2 separate regions of the Mus musculus genome follow, and region 1 is linked to region 2. Evidence: chromatin contacts called from public HiChIP or PLAC-seq data. All regions are on one chromosome and are shown on one strand. Each heading gives the region's core, a stretch centred on a gene start, on an enhancer-like site or on the middle of the called end of the contact. The rest is flanking DNA. Distances are from core to core; before and after follow the strand shown.

Region 1 (3,498 bases), core at 394-2,893, 40 kb after region 2:
AAACTCCGTAGCTCTGATTTAACATCTAGCTAACCACAGAGCCAAAACCCAGCCTGGAAGAAATCAGCTGTGCTGGCCCAGACAAGTATTGTCTGGTGCCATACAATTTTCTCAGAATTCAACATTCTGCCAAACCATATTCATCATAAACTGGTCCTGTTTCCCTTCGGTTCAACGTAACTGTACTTCAGTGTGCCTCGTACTTAAAATGGTCATGGCACCTGTCTTTTGCCCATTTTGTGCCTACCTATGGGAGTAAGAATTCACTCTAGCAATGTTTGTTAACTCTGGCTATTGTTAGCTTCAGATAACCATTATCTCTAGATGTTGTAGTTTATTTCCAGTGATTATAGTCATTTCTTTTATACATTTCCTAATATCAGGTTAACATAATGTAATATGGATGATTAAACAGTGAGAGAAGAGATTGCCTGGAGACACCTCATCTGAAGACATAGAAGGATTCACCATACAGTGCTTTTCTTTATGGTGCTAGGTAGACTTTGCCTCATATTTCTGACGTTTCCTTTTTGATGTTTTTCCTGTCTATTTTCCTTTCTCTTTTAGTTACCTATTGCTGTGACAAAATGTCTTAACAAGAAGCCACTTAGGCAAGGGAGGATTTGCCTTGGCTCATAACTTGAGGTTACAGCCCATCATGGCAAGGAAGCTCACGGCAGCAGGAACAGCTCGCAGATGTGGCACGCCACACGGGTGGCACTAGGAGCTTCCTCACATTTGGGATGACCATAAAAGGCAGGCCAACTGGTTTTATCCTTTTTAGCCCTTTCATTCAGTCTGATGCTCATATTCTGTCTCTGTCACTCAATTCATCCTATCTGGAAAGGCCTGCCCTCTGAGACACCCCAAAATGTGCCTCACTAATTAATTTCTTAATCCAATCAAATTGAGAATGAACATTAGAGATCAAACATTTCCTCCTACCATTCATGACTCCCTTTTTCTTTCCTTTCTTTTAAAGAAATGATTTAGAGATAAAAGACAGTCATGGTGATGCAGAGATGACACGGGGGTTAAGTGATTGCGGTTGAAGCATGAGGACAGAACTTTGGATTCCAGCACACATGGATAAGTGCTACATGCTGTCCATCAAATGACAGTAGCCAACAATGGAGGACACCGAACAGTCCACTTATCATTCCTTAAACCGTGAAATGAATCAATGAAAAATTCAGGACCTACATTTACAATGCAATAACATTTACAGAGATTCCTTCATACATATAGCAAAGAACTAAAGGTAAGACATGAGATCTTCTTGACCTGATGAACCATTGGGAAGGCGAACACATGTTTGGCCACCATTCTACGAAGCATTTCCTAGTTTTAAGTCCATCAGGTCTGGAGTGTGACAGAATGCTTAAGTACTGATCTTGAGCTACTGGTGAGGAACTCACCCAGAGAGAAGGAGGACATACTTACGAGCAGGACTGCACCTCCCAGCAGAGCTCTAACTTAGTGCAGGGTCACTGCTGCAACCACCACAGCCCCACAGCAACCAGTGCGATCGAGCATTTGTTTTCTATCTGGGTTTGGCAAAAGGACAGTCCAGCTTTCATTCACAAACAGGCTATGTCGCAATGATATGCCTGTTTGGTCATCTCAGACCACGTGACTGCAGTGTATGACTACCTAGGGTTCTATCTGGTGGCCAGCTGGAAACTGCAGCTGCGGAGAACGCTCAGCCACTGAGCTATGTGAGTCACAGGCAGAATATGACGCCAGTGCTCTGGAATCTTCTGGCTCCCTGCGTGCTTGCAAATTGAAATTCAAGGTGTTTACTTTAGTCTATAAAACAAGCCCCTTAAGGCTAGGGCAAAAGCTACCTTCACATTAATCTCCTCTCTTATAAACCCTAGCTGAGATCAGTTGTTATACCAGTTAGGTGCTCTAGATTTATGCTTTAGAAGTGTGGGTGGGTAAAAAAAACTCACAAAGGGTTTGTACTTTTACATTTTCAAGAAGGCATGAAGTGAAGAAACAGCTTGTCTTGGACTTTGAGATTCTGGCTCATAATCATGAGATATCATAAGAATCATTTGAGTTGGGGATAATGTCTGATTAGATTGAATATGTGACATGTATGTTTAACTGTTCTGATTTTAAGCAAATACAATTTTGATTAGAAAAATGGGGTAACCAATACAGAATTCCAGAATCTTGTACAGGTCTCCAAATGAGGCTATCACTTAAATCACTAAGAGGAATGATTTAATCCTCCCAGAGACAGTCCAAGAACAGGGTTTCCCAGAGAATGAATGCTGTGTGTAACATCATCGTATTGGAGGGCCATGGCCAAGCAAGCCTGGGAAACTAGAGTTTATTTGCATACCATGGCCTCATCTTGAAGATTCACAATGCACATCAGTATATTAAAAGCCAGAGTCTTTTAAGTAACCGTCCTGGAATAAATCAACCTCTCTAACATTCCCCTAAGTTTGACTACGGAACTATTTTTTCAGATAACATACACCAGCATGGACTGAACTAGTACTCTCTGGTCCTTAAGTGGGAAACATGCGTCTTGAGCAAGGCTTGGTGGACTTGCCTGGAAAGGATAGATCAAACAGTAACTATTTTAGACTTTGAGAACTTTACAGATCCTGTTACAAGGACTTACTTCTGCTGAGTACCACAGACAGACACAGTACGTGGACAAATGGATACAAATGTGTGTCAATAAACAAAAGCCCACAAAACAGCATCCACACAAGGAGATGGCAAACTAGATTCGGCCCCAAACTAGCTGATTTGTGGATTAGAAAACATATATAATGTTTAAGGAAAGTCCTATGCTTACGAGATCACTGTTAGCCCAAAGGAAGGTATCCCTTGTAATTTAGAAATACTCTTAACTTGTTATACTGGTGGTGACAATAATAACACAAAGGATGATGATAATAACAGTAGCTACATTTATCTAATATGTTGCTACTTGGGACAGCTACACTATATTCGCTAATTTCCTCCTCTCTGAACTACACATAATTATCTCATTTGGCCAACAAGAAAACTTACCCATATATACATGACAAGAAACTGTCAGAGCAAAAAGTCAAATACTTGCCTCTGGCTCCAGGAGAAAGGCTACTCACTCAAATATCTACTTTTTGAAAAACTGTCATGTTCCTTCTTTGAGTATGCATGGGACAGCACAATAATAATAGCGCTCAGTGAATCCAGTCACCTTACAGCCCCAGGACCAGCAGTGTAGCTTGAGACTGGTAACACGGAGTAACTGTTCCTCCAACTATGTAATACATCACTTTACACTATTACACACTCATTGGTCTAAGGCAGATACTACCCGTCTCTTGTCTAAACAGGGGCAATAAAACAAACAAGAACAACACACACAGACATAGCTATAGAAGCTATCAGCAGCTAGCATTACTGTGAGCTACACGCTGTGTCTATTAAGCCTGTTCACCCATTGCATTTCCTCATCAGTGCTGCAGGTGCTCTCATTGCCAGCTG
Region 2 (3,599 bases), core at 13-2,512:
CATTCACTCTGCTTCCCTTTCGCCATAGCATATATCTTTAATACAGAATTTGATTTTTTAAATTAATTTTGCTATGCCTTTCTCAACTAGAATTCATGTTCCATGGCCAGAGATCTGGATTAGCTTTGTTCAGCAGTATATTCCGGGTCCTTAGATTAATGTCTGGTACTCTTCAAGTAAGTTAAAAGCTATTCCTGAATGGGTTACTTTGTTAAGCAGAGTTGGAGACAATTTTCAATTTAAAAACTATCCTTTTCCATCAGGAAGAATTTGATGTCTGTGTATTATAACCAACCATCATACAAATCCAGCAGGGTTGATTCTTTCTGTAGTCCTGGAGAGAATAGACACCTATGAACCAGAGAGCAAGAAAAGGGGCCAAGGGGCTTTCAAGTGCCTTCAGAAACCCCAGCCACCCACGAATGGTCCCAGGACAATGCTAGCGACATGGCTTTAGAGTTCTTTCTCTTCCTTGGTTCTCTACAGGTCTGGCTAAGCAGTTACTGGTTCTCAAGTGAGCAGGGTGCAGAATTGGAAAAGATCCACAATGTAGGCCTGATAAATTCCAAGACACCCAGCCAAACAGGCAGTTTCCAGGGGCAGCAGGTTACTGTTACTCTCTCCCTTTCCACAGAGGGTGTAAATGTTAGAGAGGCGACTGCTCAGGCCAACAGACCAACGTCTGGTTGCTTTCCAGGGAGTCTGAAGGCATTTCACCTCTATTCCTGCTCCAATTCTTTATCTCCAGAGCTCCAAGACACAGCCCACAGGACTGCCCAGCAGTCGCTGGCAGACAATCACATTTACCCGCTTCTCACGCACAAGCAGGGGATTGCAAGTAAGAGCCCTTGACCTAAACAGTTAGTCCAGAGACCACTCCACTGTGGCAATGAGTCACCCAGGCAGCCAATGGGAGGCCGGCGAGAAGATCAGCTTAGGCACAGGACACTTGAGGCTCAATTACCTTAAGACTGGTTATTAATCAAATCCTACAGGGATTCCAAAACACAGAGTGAAGAAACAAGAGTTCAAAGTCAAAGGTGGGTGGGCCTTTTTTGTTTATTAATATTTATTGTATGTGTTTAGCTGACCTTTGCAAACTTTGCAGCTAATGTGCCTCCATACTTTGTCCTGTCAAGGAAATGCATCTTATAGCAGAGAGCTGGCCATTTGCCAAACCAAACAATCCCTGAGTCCGGCGGCAGCAAGCAGAGTTGCCACACTGCTAATTTGTCAGACATATACACTGGGCTTTGCTCAACAACAATGGACACGTGCCTGCTAGGAGCCCAGAACCATCAGAAGACAGATGAGTTATAAATACAAAGAAAGAGAGTGCAATCACTCATTTAGCCAAACAGCCCAAGCTCCTTCATCCTCTCTTTAAGAGATGCCTCTTTGGTTAACATGCCTGGACCTTTGACATGTTCTGAACAGTGCTGCAAAGCAAGGGAAAGACATTCCCAAATCAAGGGACGAGAGACAGTCCCAGGAACACCAGACCTACAATACCAAAGAGACAGCCTTTACCACAAACTGCACTGGAAGGACTTAGCTCTAGCAGCTGGCACCAAGAGCTAGCAAGTAATGATGGCACTCATAAGCAAGATGGCCATGCTCAGTTACAATACACAGATGTCCTCAACACAGAGATCTTCTATCCCTGCAGATACCAAAAGGAAGAGGGGAGATGAAGAGAGTGGCGTACACTACCAACAGTGTCAGGATTCCAAGGCAGCGATTCTGGAACTACGCCTTAGCAAAAGTGAGATGGCCACAAAAATTCCAAGTAATTATTTCTATGGTTTTCTGGTTTACTTTAACTGAAACCATGGAGACGAGCAGGGGAGGAAAGAAGAGCAGGGAGTGAACGTGAATTTTAGGACATGTGAGAAAGGAACTGTAGGTACCTGGAATTTTATATTATTATTCATTTATTTTTATTACATTTACTTGTTTATGTATGGGGGGCGCATGTGCTATGACAAAAATAAGAAAGTCAGAGGATAAGTTTTGGAAGACAGTCTTCTCTGTCCACCGTGCGCAGCTGGGGTACTGCACTCGGGCCATCAGGTTTGGCGGCAAGTGTCTTCCCACTGAGCCCTGGAGGTCTTTACAAAAGTAGTAACCTCATTCATCTCATAGATAAAAAACACCAAGCAAACAAACAAAGTAAACTGAGACCGGGAGAGGGCAGTGCTTGCGTAACTTACAGAGGGGAGGGAACGGGTACCCCGACTCTCTCGTTTATTTCCTTATGCTATGTACTATGCAGTGGAGCCTTGTATTGAACAGTGAACAAAACTGGGAGGTTTTAAATCGTTCCCAAACCTTTGCAACGTAGAACTAGAATCTTATCAAGTTGATTTTTGAAAGGAAAAAGGAGGCTGAGACCGTGGCTCGGTGGAAGAATGCTGGCCCAGAATTCAAGTGCCTTCCACTGAACCCCAGCAACGCCAGGAGACGGGGAGCAGATGGTACCAGTAAATCAGGGTTCACAAACGTTGCTATAAACGAACTCAATGCCTGAGCAACACCTTACATGTGTGTGATGCATATATCTAAACAGAAGACAAGCCCAGCATCCTTATAATTTTATACCTTAAACGGGATTATGTTCAAACACCACTTCCTGGTCCTTCCTAGCTGCTGACCCTCACTGAACACCACACACCATCTGTGATTTTCACCTTTGGTTTCTGTCTCGTGGAAGAAGGACAAAGAAGCAAACCTGATTCCTTGGAAGAAGCAGCAAGTTCAGTGACTTCCCATAACCCACCTGGTACCTATTTGGAAAATAGATGTGCACAGTTGTGCAGCCCTGTGTATAAGAAGCCCTAGTGAGTCTGCATCCCTGAGTGTGTGCGCCTGAACCTTAGTCCCCCCGAGCAGCCCCATTTCCACTCTGACAAGATGAAAGAAACGATCATGAACCAGGAAAAACCCACCAAGTGTGCATTGGTGGGAAAGGAACCCCTCGGAGAAAGAAGAAAGTGGTTCACACAACAGCCATAGCAGACGATAAAAAAACAACAACAAAAACAAACAAACAACCTGCATTTCTCCTTAAAGAAGTTAGGGGTAAACAGTATCTCTGGTGTTGAAGAGGTGAACATGGTAACAAACCAAGGACCAGGGATCCATTTTGTCAACCCTACAGTTCTGCAAACATCTCCACCATTACAGGCCATGCTGAGACAGAGCACCTCACAGAGCTACCTCCCAGCATCCTAAAGCAGCTTGGTGCAGATGGTCTGACCAGTCTAAGGACAGTGGCTGGTGCTCTACCAAACACTCTGTGGACGGGAAAGCACCACTTGCTCCTTGGAGAGAAGAATGATGGTGAGGTTCCAGATCTGGTGGAGAATTTTGAAGATGCTTCTAAGAACGTGGCAAACTGAATTGAAGCAACTTCTGAAGAAGTTACAGGAGCTCCTGTTTTATAACATGGCTGCTTATTTATTTATTTATTTATTTATTTGCTTATGGATCTGACAAAAATCTAAATCTCTAATATTGTGAAGCCCAAGCCCCCTGGACACTGTACCTCTTTTTGGTTTTTGCTCATACCTGATTCATTCTTAGCGGCAACTTAAGCT

The links. HiChIP or PLAC-seq counts read pairs in DNA pulled down with a chosen protein or histone mark.
Region 1: an HNF4G HiChIP or PLAC-seq map of pancreatic cancer cells shows a contact between it and region 2. The contact joins two enhancer-like sites. A contact is called at or near these places in 2 of 15 datasets of contacts at CTCF or cohesin (CD8 T cells and the NIH/3T3 cell line), 7 of 484 Hi-C or Micro-C datasets (the C2C12 cell line, embryonic stem cells, nephron progenitors and 1 more), 5 of 115 datasets of contacts at active chromatin or transcription factors (CD8 T cells, cardiomyocytes, embryonic fibroblasts and 2 more) and 1 of 9 other capture datasets (adipose tissue).

Annotation. Positions count from the first base shown.
Region 1 is chr15:7,930,153-7,933,650 of GRCm38.p6, forward strand. All of the region lies in intron 10 of Wdr70 (WD repeat domain 70), which reads right to left. Among named protein-coding and RNA genes, the nearest start is that of Gdnf, 120 kb to the left of the region's middle. Within about 2 kb of position 1,644, at least 58 of the 459 cell types and tissues checked have an H3K27ac peak or open chromatin away from gene starts, as enhancers often do. A contact at or near this core is called in the C2C12 cell line and pancreatic cancer cells, where this site is marked.
Region 2 is chr15:7,890,874-7,894,472 of GRCm38.p6, forward strand. All of the region lies in intron 13 of Wdr70 (WD repeat domain 70), which reads right to left. It also overlaps the pseudogene Gm7686. Among named protein-coding and RNA genes, the nearest start is that of Gdnf, 77 kb to the left of the region's middle. Within about 2 kb of position 1,263, at least 23 of the 459 cell types and tissues checked have an H3K27ac peak or open chromatin away from gene starts, as enhancers often do. A contact at or near this core is called in the C2C12 cell line and pancreatic cancer cells, where this site is marked.